Linked DNA regions of Mus musculus: region 2 is linked to region 1. A link is a contact called in public HiChIP or PLAC-seq data. All regions are on one chromosome and are shown on one strand. Each heading gives the region's core, a stretch centred on a gene start, on an enhancer-like site or on the middle of the called end of the contact. The rest is flanking DNA. Distances are from core to core; before and after follow the strand shown. Region 1 overlaps Pcsk5 (proprotein convertase subtilisin/kexin type 5). Region 2 holds the start of Pcsk5 (proprotein convertase subtilisin/kexin type 5).

The links. HiChIP or PLAC-seq counts read pairs in DNA pulled down with a chosen protein or histone mark.
Region 2: a contact with region 1 is called in an H3K4me3 HiChIP or PLAC-seq map of intestinal villus epithelium, with 10 read pairs. The contact joins the promoter of Pcsk5 here to the enhancer-like site in region 1. A contact is called at or near these places in 4 of 39 promoter capture datasets (hippocampal neurons, liver, neutrophils and 1 more), 3 of 484 Hi-C or Micro-C datasets (cortical neurons and nephron progenitors) and 1 of 115 datasets of contacts at active chromatin or transcription factors (intestinal villus epithelium).

What each region holds. Positions count from the first base shown.
Region 1 is chr19:17,730,018-17,736,081 of GRCm38.p6, forward strand. All of the region lies in intron 3 of Pcsk5 (proprotein convertase subtilisin/kexin type 5), which reads right to left. Among named protein-coding and RNA genes, the nearest start is that of Pcsk5, 100 kb to the right of the region's middle. Within about 2 kb of position 2,859, at least 3 of the 459 cell types and tissues checked have an H3K27ac peak or open chromatin away from gene starts, as enhancers often do. A contact at or near this core is called in intestinal villus epithelium, where this site is marked.
Region 2 is chr19:17,833,787-17,839,850 of GRCm38.p6, forward strand. It overlaps Pcsk5 (proprotein convertase subtilisin/kexin type 5), which reads right to left and starts at 3,846. Exons shown (of 38, transcript NM_001190483.2): 1 at 3,169-3,846. The coding sequence starts at 3,366.

The DNA.
Region 1 (6,064 bases), core at 1,609-4,108:
GCTCTTGCTCTGAGAGGAGACCTGGGTTTGGTTCCCAGAACCCTCACCAGGTGGCTTGAAATCACCAGTAAGTCTGTTTCCAGGGCACCTGGTGCATGCATGGATGATACGTAGGTAGGTAGGTAGGTAGGTAGGTAGGTAGGTAGGTAGGTAGGTAGGTAGATAGATAGATAGATAGATAGATAGATAGATAGATAGATAGATAGATAGATAGATAGACAGACGAACTGACAGATAGACAGAGCTTTGTAATAGTGACAACTGCTTCAGGAGACAAGCTGGGCCTCAGGAGGTGACTTCTTATTTTCCAGGGTGCAGCCTCAATGATGCTCTGCTATTCCTGGAATTGAATCTAAGGTGACTGCCGAGTGAGGATAATTGGAGATCTTCAGATGCCTTTTGGGTGTCTGAAATAAGATGGTGTGGAAAACTGATAGGAAAATGCCTCAGTTACTTACCTTTGTGTCTTTGGTACGAAGGAGGAATGGGATGAATGAGGTGTTACAATCTCTATCCTCTCTCTGAACAACTGCTATGCCTATAAGAAGATCTCAATATGTGGTCCAAAGTAGAAGCAGACGATAAATGAAGTCAGAGCTGTGAAGCTTCTAGCCCACTCTAGTTTTCTTGTGGGTCAAAGTGAGAGCCAAAACAGTTCCTAAATACGAGTTATGCTACGGTGAGATTATTCCTCAGCAAGTGCATCATATGTTCCAAATACCCTAAGTCAAATGCATTGAATACACAAAGCCTACTGAATAATACGGCTTAACAATACCACACTGTGCAGTAAGTACCAGGTCTTCCTCCTGTGACTGTGCATCTGCCCAGGAGTTGTGTTTCACTTTCTTAGAAGACTGGGAGAAGATCTTCACAAGTAAAGGACCATTTCTACTCCACGCAAACTTTTTGTGTACCACTGTGAAACTTGAATACGCTCTTTGGTTCCCAGCCCCCAGTCAGACACTGTGAGTCAGGCACTGTGAGTCAGGCACTGTCTACTTCTGTAACAGAACAATATGGCAGAGATTAGATTACATTTATTGGTAGTATGTAAAAATGTAAGTGAGTTTAAACTTCTATGCTAAATTAAATATACATTATTAGTACTATCTGAGAGGATATCTATCTATATATATATATATATATACATATACATATACATATACATATACATATACATATACATATATATCTGTAGTCTGTAATCACTTTACTCCCTCTCCTTATTAAGTATTTTTTACAAACTAAGGAACTTTTTCAAAAGGATTGAGATATCAGGGATATTGCTTTTTATTTTTCCTTTGGATTCCTATATTGTTCAAGGTTTAGCATGAGTAGGAATCCCAGATACTCAGGAAGATGAGCCAGAAGTGTTATAATACAAAGTCTAGCAGACTTTAGTAACATCTTAAAACAAACAAACAGAAAAAGAACTAGAGGCAGTGGTAAAGTGCTTACCTAACATGTTAGATTCACTTAGGTTTGATTCTCAGGTATACACCCCACACCCTCCCCCCACATGCACATGCTGAGAGAGAGGAGAGAGAGAGAGAGAGAGAGAGAGAGAGAGAGAGAGAGAGAGAGAGAGAGAGAGAGATTGATTATGATCATTGTCCCAAATCTGATATGTGGACACCTTTCAGGTTGTCACCTATAATCTTTTGATGCATCCTGATCAGCTCTTTCTTTGTTGTTGTTTTTGTTATTTTTGCAGTTTTCTCCAGTTTGCACATAAAGAAAAAAATCTCAGTATTTCCTAATGTAGATTGGGCAAAGCAAAGTCCTGACTTTGGAGATATTGTGTCTATAGAATTAGCCAAAATTCAAAACACAAGCACCAGGAAGGTAAAAAGAAGAAAACACAAGCCAACACAGGTAACAGAAGTCATGTTTCCACCTTCATGCCAAGGAATTTAGCAGTTTCTAACAAATCCTTACTAATTTTTGACCTTTGATTTGACAACCCAACTGCTAGGATCTTATATGAAAGCAGACCTCTAACAACAAAAATGTGATTCTACCATTGAAAAAAGAAGAAGGATTTCCACGAAGTGTTGCAAAGTGAGCTCCATTAATATAGTAAGTGAAAAAAATGTGCTGGGCTGGGTGGAGTGGGGAGGGAGATGGGGAGGGGTGGGGAGGGGTTGGCTTCATGGTTAAGAACATGTCCTTCTTTCCCAGAGGACCTAAGTTTGGTTCTCAGCACTCATGTCAGGGTGTAACATGAGATCACATGCCTTCTTCTGAGTCTGGGAGCACTGCATTCTTGTGTATAAACTCACACACTAACGTATAAGTAATAAAATAATAATGAAAATACCATATATGTATTTTGAGCAATGTTTTAACCTACTTCTGTAAGTAAATTGCTAGATATAGAGAGAAAGAGGAAATTTTTATCAGAACACAAAGTAATTAACCAAATTAATTATATGATCAAGGAAGGAAAAAAAGGAAATTAAACATTTGAACCAGGTTGTCTGAATATACTGCTTCATAGAATGTGTTCTAAAGACAAAAAGATATTTTGAATTTTACTAAGGTAAATTCTATCATTGCACTAAGATAGTACCTCTTCAGTCAAGGTGTACATAAGTTTATTTGTATTATTAACAGCTATGATTTGCATGGCAGGAGGAAGGGGCAAAACCATGAAATTGACAGAAAGAGAAAGAGTGTGTGACACTGGCCTAGAAGTAGGGGTTCCTCTCTGAACAGCAGATAATAAAGTCCACTCATAGCTTCAGCATCAATAGAGCCCAGCAACAGATTGAACACACTGGGTTGGAGGACCACATCTGTACTACACAGGTATAGACTTTGCTCATTTGTGCCATTCACCTCTAAATGGTAAAGCAGGACAACTGTTCACACATAGTTACACATATTGTATAAGAGTTATGAGTGATTCATAAATGGGTGTATCAGTGAGTGGGTGAAGGTCATACACAAATACTTCCCACCCTGTGTTAGTTGGATTTTTTCCAATTTGACATGGATTTTGCCAAGTTGACACAAGCTAGAGTCACCTGAAGAGAGGGGAACTCAGTGTAGAAAATGTCTGTATCAGATTGGCCTGTATGGGCTGATGGATGTGGATGCCCCAGCCCACTGTAGGAGGTACCACTGTAGGCAGGTCATCCTGGAGTATGTAACAAAACAAACTGAGCAAGCCATGGAGAATAAGCCAGTAATCTGTGGTCTCTGCTTTGGATCAGGTGTCCAGGTTCCCACCCAAGTTCCTTGGCTTCTCTCAGTGAGAGACATGATCTCCCAACATTTCTATCATGTATAAACCAAACAAACTCCTTCCTTCCTAAGTCCCTTTGGGTCATGGTGTTTATAGACATCTAAGACACAGACTATTTTATGGAAGAGATTTTAAGATTCTAGGAACTTAGCTCTCTGTGACCTTTGGATGAACGATGAGACTGTTTTCTTATCTCTAATACTGTAATGGGTTTAGAATAAAGTATACCCTTTTCAGTGACGTCTACATTTTTATGTGCTAGTTCTCAACAAAAGCAACTACGTGTTGGAGAAATATCTCTCTCTAGGTCTGAGGCAGAAAGAATATAAAGTGCTGAAAAACCATGATGGGATTTCTCCAGGGTATATAGGAGCCCACTTGAATGGTGACTGAGTCCTTAAACTATGACAATTTGTGAAGCACAAAAAGAGTAATGTCAGAAATGAGTCATTACATTTAAAAAAGAATCTATGAATTCACATGGTATTTAGAAAAGAAGAAATGCAAAGATGGGACCCCAGAATTAGAAATCATCTTGCACATTGACAGAGTGATTCATGACAGGCATCATCATTAAATGAGATACCTTGGCAAAGGTTGGCAGAGAACAGAATATTTGCACATCTTAAAATACCACTTCTCAGATATTTCATTAATTATAAAGCAAACAAGGCCTTTATAGTGAAGAAATCTACCAAGAAGTGAGTATATTTAACATCGCCAAGTTGAGACTTCTGATCACGCCACCTGGCATGAAGAATTAAAGGGATATAATCTATCCTTGGCGGGGTGTGTGCTCCAAATATTTAACTCTTCATCTAGCCTTAAATCATTAACAAACTTCAAAGTAAGATTTATTCCACAAAAACCTGATCAGCACAAGAGCATCAACATTAGGGGGTAGAGGCAAGATGGGTCTGAGCTTCAGGCAAGCTGGAGCCACAAAATGAGACCCTGTATCAAATGAAGAAACCAGCCAAAAACATGCACACAGACCTGAGAGACTGTGTTTTGTGACTCTCAACCCTATTTCTGAAAGGCTCATTGGTATAGAAAGAGTTAAGGAGAGTGACAGCAGATGACCTCAGGCTCTGGATCAAAAGGGATCTTTTGATAATCAACAACAAACCACCAATTCATTAAAAATGGTACTGTGGAAAATTGTGAAGATGGACAGAAAATCTGATAAAACATCAATTTGAACAAATAAGGACTGTAATTTTGATTATTAAAGAATATTTTCTCGATTTTATAATGTCTACTACATACTTTTAGAATCTAGATGGGAAAGAGAAAGACAGAGGAGACAGAGACAGAGAGACAGAGGAAGGAGAAAGGGAAGGAGAAAGAATGAGTGTGTGTGTGTGTGTGTGTGTGTGTGTATCTGTTTTTATGATTGTGTATACATATACAGGTACATACAAAGAAAGAAAAAATATTGGCTTTTGGTAAATCCAGGTGAATTCAATGTTTGTGTTCACAATAGTAGTCTTTCACCATGTCTATAGATTTCAAATTAATCACAATGTTGGAAGAGGTGAATCCATCACATATCCACTTAAAAACCTTTTTTTTTTCTAAAGGATATGTGTCACAGTGTAATAGGATTCATGTCAGAATGGTGGAACATGAGATTGCTTAGAGAGAAGTTGTCATGTCTAGACTGCCAAGCCACACAGAAAACAAGCCAGTCTTGCTAATCAACACCAAACCTGGCCTGGAAAAGCACCTCATCAGCCATATGTTCTAAAAAGCTAAGTACTCTTTGTTCTGGAATGTCCATGGAGATGTTCACCACATCCACCAGATTTCTGTTGGAGCAGGATCTCATGGTCCACTGTATATTCTCATATCATATTCTACACAACTCTTCTAAATCATTTTGTCCCCTAGTTGTCTAGCAAGGCCGTTGAGACTAACCAGAAAACAAGGACAAGATTTTTCCTTAACCTATCAAGCTTCTATTTTTTTTTAACATTAGATTTGACCTAGGAACTGCTGATAGAATGTATCCTACAACCATGATCAATAGCTTATTAAAAAAATGAATCAGTAGCCAAAACAACTGAGCTCTGGAGACTCAAACTATCCTGTGGCTCAAGTGACTTCTGATCATTGGCAATTCAATTTCAATTAAAATAACACCATGTAAAACATCTTTGAAAAAAAAAACAAAACAAAACAATGAGAGAGAGAAGAAAATACAGGCTGTTCAAATCCTCTCTTAAATTCACAAAGCATATTAAGAAAATAAGTCAGAGAGGTCCTACATAAAGAAACCTGTAGACCCTTCATATCAGTGCATCCCAAATTACTTGACTTCAGAAATTCCTATTCGCAATCTTTATAAGTAAGCTGAGTGTGGGGCTGTGCACCTATATTCAACCCCAGCAGTTGGGAGATAAGGGAGGATGGAAGATCCTGAGTTCAATGTGACCTTCAACTACACAGTGAGTTTAGTATCAGCCAGAATGACAGGAAAACATGTCTCAAAAAAATTCCTTGCAGATAATATTCTAGAAGGATTTGTTTGCCGTAATTTTGTGTAAGTAGTTCATTTGCTGCAAAGAAATTTCCTTCACTGTTCTTGACTTCCATATGTCAAATACCTACACCAACACTAGAATTTGGGGGCCATGTGATCAAATCAAAGATGGCTTCATCAAAAGGCTCAGAAAGTTGGCTGGTCCCCAGTGTGCCTATGGTCTGGGACAAAAACTTAAGTTTATCTATTTGCCTCCAGCTGGCTGCCTCACTGCAGTCCAGGGAATTCAATTAATTGTTGAATGAATAAAATCATTACCAATTTAC
Region 2 (6,064 bases), core at 2,596-5,095, 100 kb after region 1:
CTCCGGGGGTTTCTAGTAGGAGCTCAGCTTGTCGAATGCAGGCATCATAGAGCTGACATAGAAAACAAAACTTGATGTACTCTGTCTGACAAACTAGCAACCACTAACAATGGTTAGGGCTAGGCATCACGTCAGAATTTTATAGCATAGATCATTCACAAAATGGAAGCATGTTATGAAAACCAGGGAAGGATAATGCTGTCTCCATAACCACAAGCAAGAGAGTCCTCATCGCTGATTCCTCCCAGAAACCCTTTGTGTTTGTCTGTTTGCTTGCTTCTCCTGTTACTCGGAACATCCTGCCTTCCCTGAACAGGAAAGAGAACCTCCTAGGCTTTTCTGCAGAAATCTCCAGGCCAGAAATCTTAACTTTAATTGCTAACATACTACATAAAGCACTGCATTGATATTCTAAGTAGACAGTCAACATTGTAGCTTCAGTGTGGTGAAAATGTACTACCTTACTCACTAGACTATCATAGTGAAGACAGATAGACAGACAGACAGACAGACAGACACACACACACACACACACACACGTGTGTGTGTGTGTGTGTGTGTGTGTGTGTTCTAACTTGTGACACATGTGATAACACCCCCAATCCTCAGCACAACTGGGTAAAAATGTGAAAACATTCCAGAGACATTTGCAAATTATTTACTGCCCTAAGCCGAACCACATCTGGTTTATTGCTGGCTAGAAAGAATAACAAAAGGATGTGGAAAGTGTTAAAAGGTCAGTGCAGTAAAGGATGAAGAAGATAAGAAATACCTTCTGCCCTTACAGTGCCAGGATCTTACACACAAGAACTCAATTTACCACGCCTAAGTCTCAACCAAAGCTCATACCCCTTTGATCCACAGGGAAATGTTTTACACTGTACAATAGCAGATCTTTTTACATTAGTGATTGCATCAATTCAGCGGTCCTCTGTAACTACTGGGATGGCTGTATTTCCACATCAGGGTTGTAAAAAACTACATCAAATAGTTTTTTCATGTTACGTATATATAAACTTTCTTAGTATTCTTCTTAACATGAAAAGCTGTAGACCCTCACTATAAAGGCACTTGTAAAAAGTCTGTAGAGGCTATAGGATACTAACATGTTTACATGTTTAAAATGGATGAGAGAGGAGTTCTCTCTCCCCTCTAACTAGAGGCTGTGGGATTCTGAACTCTAAGCTCTATTCTGAGTCCAGGAGGACAGGAGTCTCTCTACCCTTCAAGTTAGAAGCATCCTAGTATTTCCAAGTCCAGGTCCTTTTAAACTAAATATTAGTGAGCCATGACTGGATATTTGCTTCCAGTGTACTGAGCTACCCAATCATTATTCAGGAGTATGGGAATTTTACTTGTTCCTTCTGCACATTGGGTGGAAGTATTCTCTAATTGGCAAGATGCACAGAAGAGCCAGCCTGAATCACAATCTTAGGTCCCTACTGTGGCTTTGTATGTGGGGATCAGCCTCCTGTCCCAAGCTCCTAATCTCTTGTTTGTCAATGTTGTTTCTGAAATTAAGAAATCAGTGTGATTTTGAGAACTTAGCCTCCCTAATACAACTGGCATAGAAGATGCTTAATGTTGGCTGAATTGAAAATGTCTCGTGAAAGATCAGAGATATGTTCTTTTCCCCTTACCACCACTGAGGGACATTCAGGGCTCAACTGTGAAAAGACCAGAATGGACTCAGGGTATCTTTCACAGAAGAGGTCAATAGAACTCCAAGAGGCAGTTCTCCTGCAGGTGATGGGCACTCTGGCAACAAAATCTGAATTCTTTAGGGGACCAAGGGAAAGAAAGGGTGGGGAATAGAACATAAGCTATGCCTTGCCCTGGTCTCAGTCCTCCACGGAACTGGCTTCTCTGGAATACATCCTCCCTACAGGAGGCAGGGTAAAGAGCAAGACCTTGCCAGCCCTCTTGTCCTCTGAACTCTCACAGCTGCTCCCCAGCTTGTTTCTAGAAGCAGGCACAGCAGCTCTGCTCCTGACCACTTCCCCCCAGTGGACAGAGCGAGGGCTGTCCAACCATCCCGCCATCGTAGGTGTGGAGTTCTAAGGAAACGGTTCTCAGAAACCATCTGTGCCCTCGTGCTTCAGCAGTATTAGTGGGCACCTTCCTGTCCCGCAGCCTTGAAGCACCGTGTGAACGCCCCCAAACGCCCCTAGGGCCCTCCCACCTTGGCTTTACTTTCAATTCTAGTCGCGTCAGAGCCGCGGCAGGGCTCCCTCCCTGGATCAGTTCCAAAGAAGTTGTGAGGTCCTTAGGAGGGGCATTTAACGGAGCCCTCTCCAGTCCAGTTTTTGGTAGGGACATGGGGAAGAGGACATTGAAATCCAGGCCATTTAAGCCAGAATACAAATCGGTGGCGCTGCCAAGGGTCCCATAAAATGTATTGGCATTTCCCTCAGCATGGCAAATCGAACGAAAACCCACCAAAGGCACCTCAGCAAAGCATTCCTGCCACACGCCACAACCGGGTACCCCAGGTTCCACGCCAGTAGAAGATTCCCAAGTTCCCGGAGCAGAACATTTCAGCCGCTTTCAATGTCTCCCAGGTTCCTCCCCACCCAGCTCCGGGGGCCCACATTTGGATCCTGGCCAAGAGAGGCAGCAGCCAGGACCCCCCTAAATCCGTGCTTCCCTCCCAGTGTCCCGCCCCCTTCCTCTCTCCCCACCACCTCCCTTCCAGACGCCGCACTCAAAGCCCTCCAGAGCACAGCAATTCTGTGGCCCAGGAGGTTAATCCAGGCTTTTCTCTCCCAGTTAGAACCAGGGGCGTTCTCACTCCTTGGCCTCCAAAAGTCTCAACCTTCCCTGCCACAGCCACTCGCAGGGCTATTTCCTCAAGCTAAATAGCGCTTCTGGACTTCCCAGGTCCAAAGGTCCAGGCGAGTCTCAACCTGTCCAAGGGCACTCCATATTTTCCACAGACCCTACCTGTCCCTCATTGCTTGTAAAAACAAATTAAACAGAGATCCCAGCAACTTCGGGGCATGTGTGTGACTGTGCAACGAGCGCGTTGGAGAGAGCATCGCCCTAGAGTTCGGGCCACAGCTGCAGAAGCACATCTGGAAAAGGGGGAGGGGTCGAAGCGGAGGGGACAAGAAGCCCCCAAACGACTAGCTTCTGGGTGCAGAGCCTGTGTCACCGGGGGTTGGTTACCTGTCCTACGTTGATGAATCCGTACTTGCTGGCTATGCGATCTGCCTCCGCGAAGCCGCCGGCGATCTTCACTGCCCAGTGGTTGGTGTAGACGCGCGTCCGGCATACCGGGAGCAGACAGCCGGCGAGCAGTGCCAGCACGCACAGCAGGTCCCGCCGTCCCGGGCGGCTGCAGCGGTTCCCCCAGTCCCAGTCCATGGTCCCGACGCTTCGCCGCCTTCGCCCGCCCGCTGGCTCGCGCGCTAAGCAGCGCGCACAACTAACTTCTCCGGCCTGGGCCGGCGGGGCGCGCAGCCGGGAGCGGTCGGTAGGAGGCTGAGAGCCCGGGAGCAGAGCAGAACAGCTAGCCCCTCTCAGGCTCTTAGACCATGCCTGGGGCAGAGGGGACGGGGTGACGGGCTCTGGGCCGGCGGGGCGTTGAGCGATCGCTCCCCGGCTTGCACGGGAGGCGGCGGAGTGGGACTGGAGCCTCCGCCGCGGGCTCTCCCGGCTTTGCTCTTGGACTCTTCGTTTGCCTCTTGCTCCTCTCCGGCCCTGGAGCTCCGTGGAAACGACCGGCCGGAGCGCAAGCAGCGGCCGGGCGCCCCCTCTGCTGAACCCGGCTCCAAGCGCTCGCTCGCTCGCTCGCCCTCTCGCTGCGCTCCCTCCGGCTCCGAGCAGCGCGCCGGGACTGTGAGTGGCGACGGCAGCGGCGCCCGCTCCGCATAAATGACTCCCCCGCCCCCCGGAGCACCCCTCCTTTCCCACATCTCCCTCCTCCTCTACTCCTCCGCCCTCACGAGCGGGGCCTCAGCCAGGAGCCACCCAGGTCCTAGCGCCTCCCTGTTCTCCCTGCTGTAAACTCCAGGGTCGGGCCAGTGAAGTCCTCTCCCCAAAGGGCTGAGAGGAGAGTGCCTCCGGAGTCTTGATTTCTATCCTTTTTATTCCGCCGGGCTGCATTTGAATTAATTTCCCGTTACTCTGGAAAGTCTAAGATTTACAGGATAATGAGAGGGAAGTATGGGCAAAGATTCATTCATCCCGGCGCTAAACGCCCAGGACTGAGCATTTTAAGGTCACTCCTGTCTCAATTTCAAAACAAATATCGAGATTTTCACTTCACTAATTCTTTATGCTTTTCAGTAACTGTTTATTTTGCGCATTCTGCTCCCCGGAGAAGCTGTCACACAGGACAGTTAAGTATCATTCACTCTTACAAAAGCCAAAGCCAAAAGTCTGTCGCCTGTTGACTTGGGAGATCAGCCATTCTGATACTCAGCAGCAACATCACAGGAGGGTGAAATCCCTGCTTAGAGCATGGAAAGATATTTCTATGAATATCTACAGTACTAGAGAACGGATAAGTGTGGGTTCCAAGGGAGCGGCCATTCGGTCATTCGTTTCTGTGTCCTTATCTCCAAGGGCTTCATTTACCTCAGCAAGGAGAGTTTTCCAACTTTCCAAGTATGTCACCAGAGCAGAGGGGGAGAGTAATATAAAAAGGACCACAGAGGAAGTCAGATGAAATGCCACCAAGTCTGCGTTAAAGTACCATGACTTCAGACACAACAGGGAATGGTGTCTGGCCTTCTTCAGACTTCTCTAACCACCTTGTCTTTTGCAGGTGAGGGGCCAAAGAGTAGTTTCTTGTAAAAAGAAAAATTGGTCTTTATGAAATGGTTTGCCTAACCTTAAAAGAAGCAGCTGTCCGAAGCCCTCACATCCTATCCCTCTCCTCTTCCAATCCCTTGTCATTCTTCCTAAAGACTAGTTGACTGTGTCTGAGATTAACCCATCTCAGGATGATTTAACTGTCTGAAGGATATCTGCAAGCTTAAATCTACTAGCACCTTGGAGCATAAATTTTATAGATTTTGCATATTGTATAAATAGATTATATTTTTTTTCTTTCAAACAAATTCAAATAACAATGCCCATACATTACAGATCAAGAGGTAGATGAGAAAAGCAGATACATGCTGCAGAAAGGCATGCATTCTATTGATTTATTTATTTGGCTAGTTTAACACATCTGTTTCAAGGGCCTGGTCTATGATTCCTATCAGATTGTGCTGGACATAGTCGGGGGTGGGGCACAAAATATTGGTGGAATTTAGGCTCAGAATTCTCTAAAGAAAATGCTCATTGTTACTTGGCATTATTTTTGTAAAGAGAGAAACCTAGGCATTTTGCTTGGCTCTAGAGTCCGTATAGTCTGGCTACTGGCCAGTCCCTTTGGACAGACCTCTTACCACCCCTCTCAACCATAGATTCCAGAGTAAGGGGGCAGGGAGGGAGGGAGGGAGGAAGGGGAGAGAGAGGAGGGAGAGGGAGAGGGACAGGGACAGGGACAGGGACAGGGAGATTTGCTAATTGCCAGGGTGACCATCTGCATCCATGCTATTAAAAGTTGCTGAATTCCAGATAGAACAATCAGAGTTAACTGATGATCTAAATCTCAGCACATATGTAAGAGACAGAATTGCATGGATTTGTTCTCGGTTGGGCAAGAGAGCATATCTGAACTTGATCAACAGCAAGAGGATGGTCCCAGTACAAAGTACTTTGAGAGTCAAGCTTGAGACATGGCCTGTAGATTTCTCTCTAGGATTCTGGAAATCTATCAACAGCACACACACACACACACACACACACACACACACACACACACACATGCACTTTGAAAGCCATGTTGCCTCTGGGTTTGAATTGTGGATTAAGTAAAGAGAAATGCCTGAGTCTCCTGGAAGCTAAAACCTTTTCCCCCAGGATAACAAATTGCTCATTACTAATTTTTCTATGATGTATTTATCTTTCTTTTCCACTAACATTCTTGCTTTCTGCAAGTGTCTTCTGTTTGACATACCCAATTATAATGAAGGTATGAGTTGGGGAGAATCACTCAGCCAATTCTCAC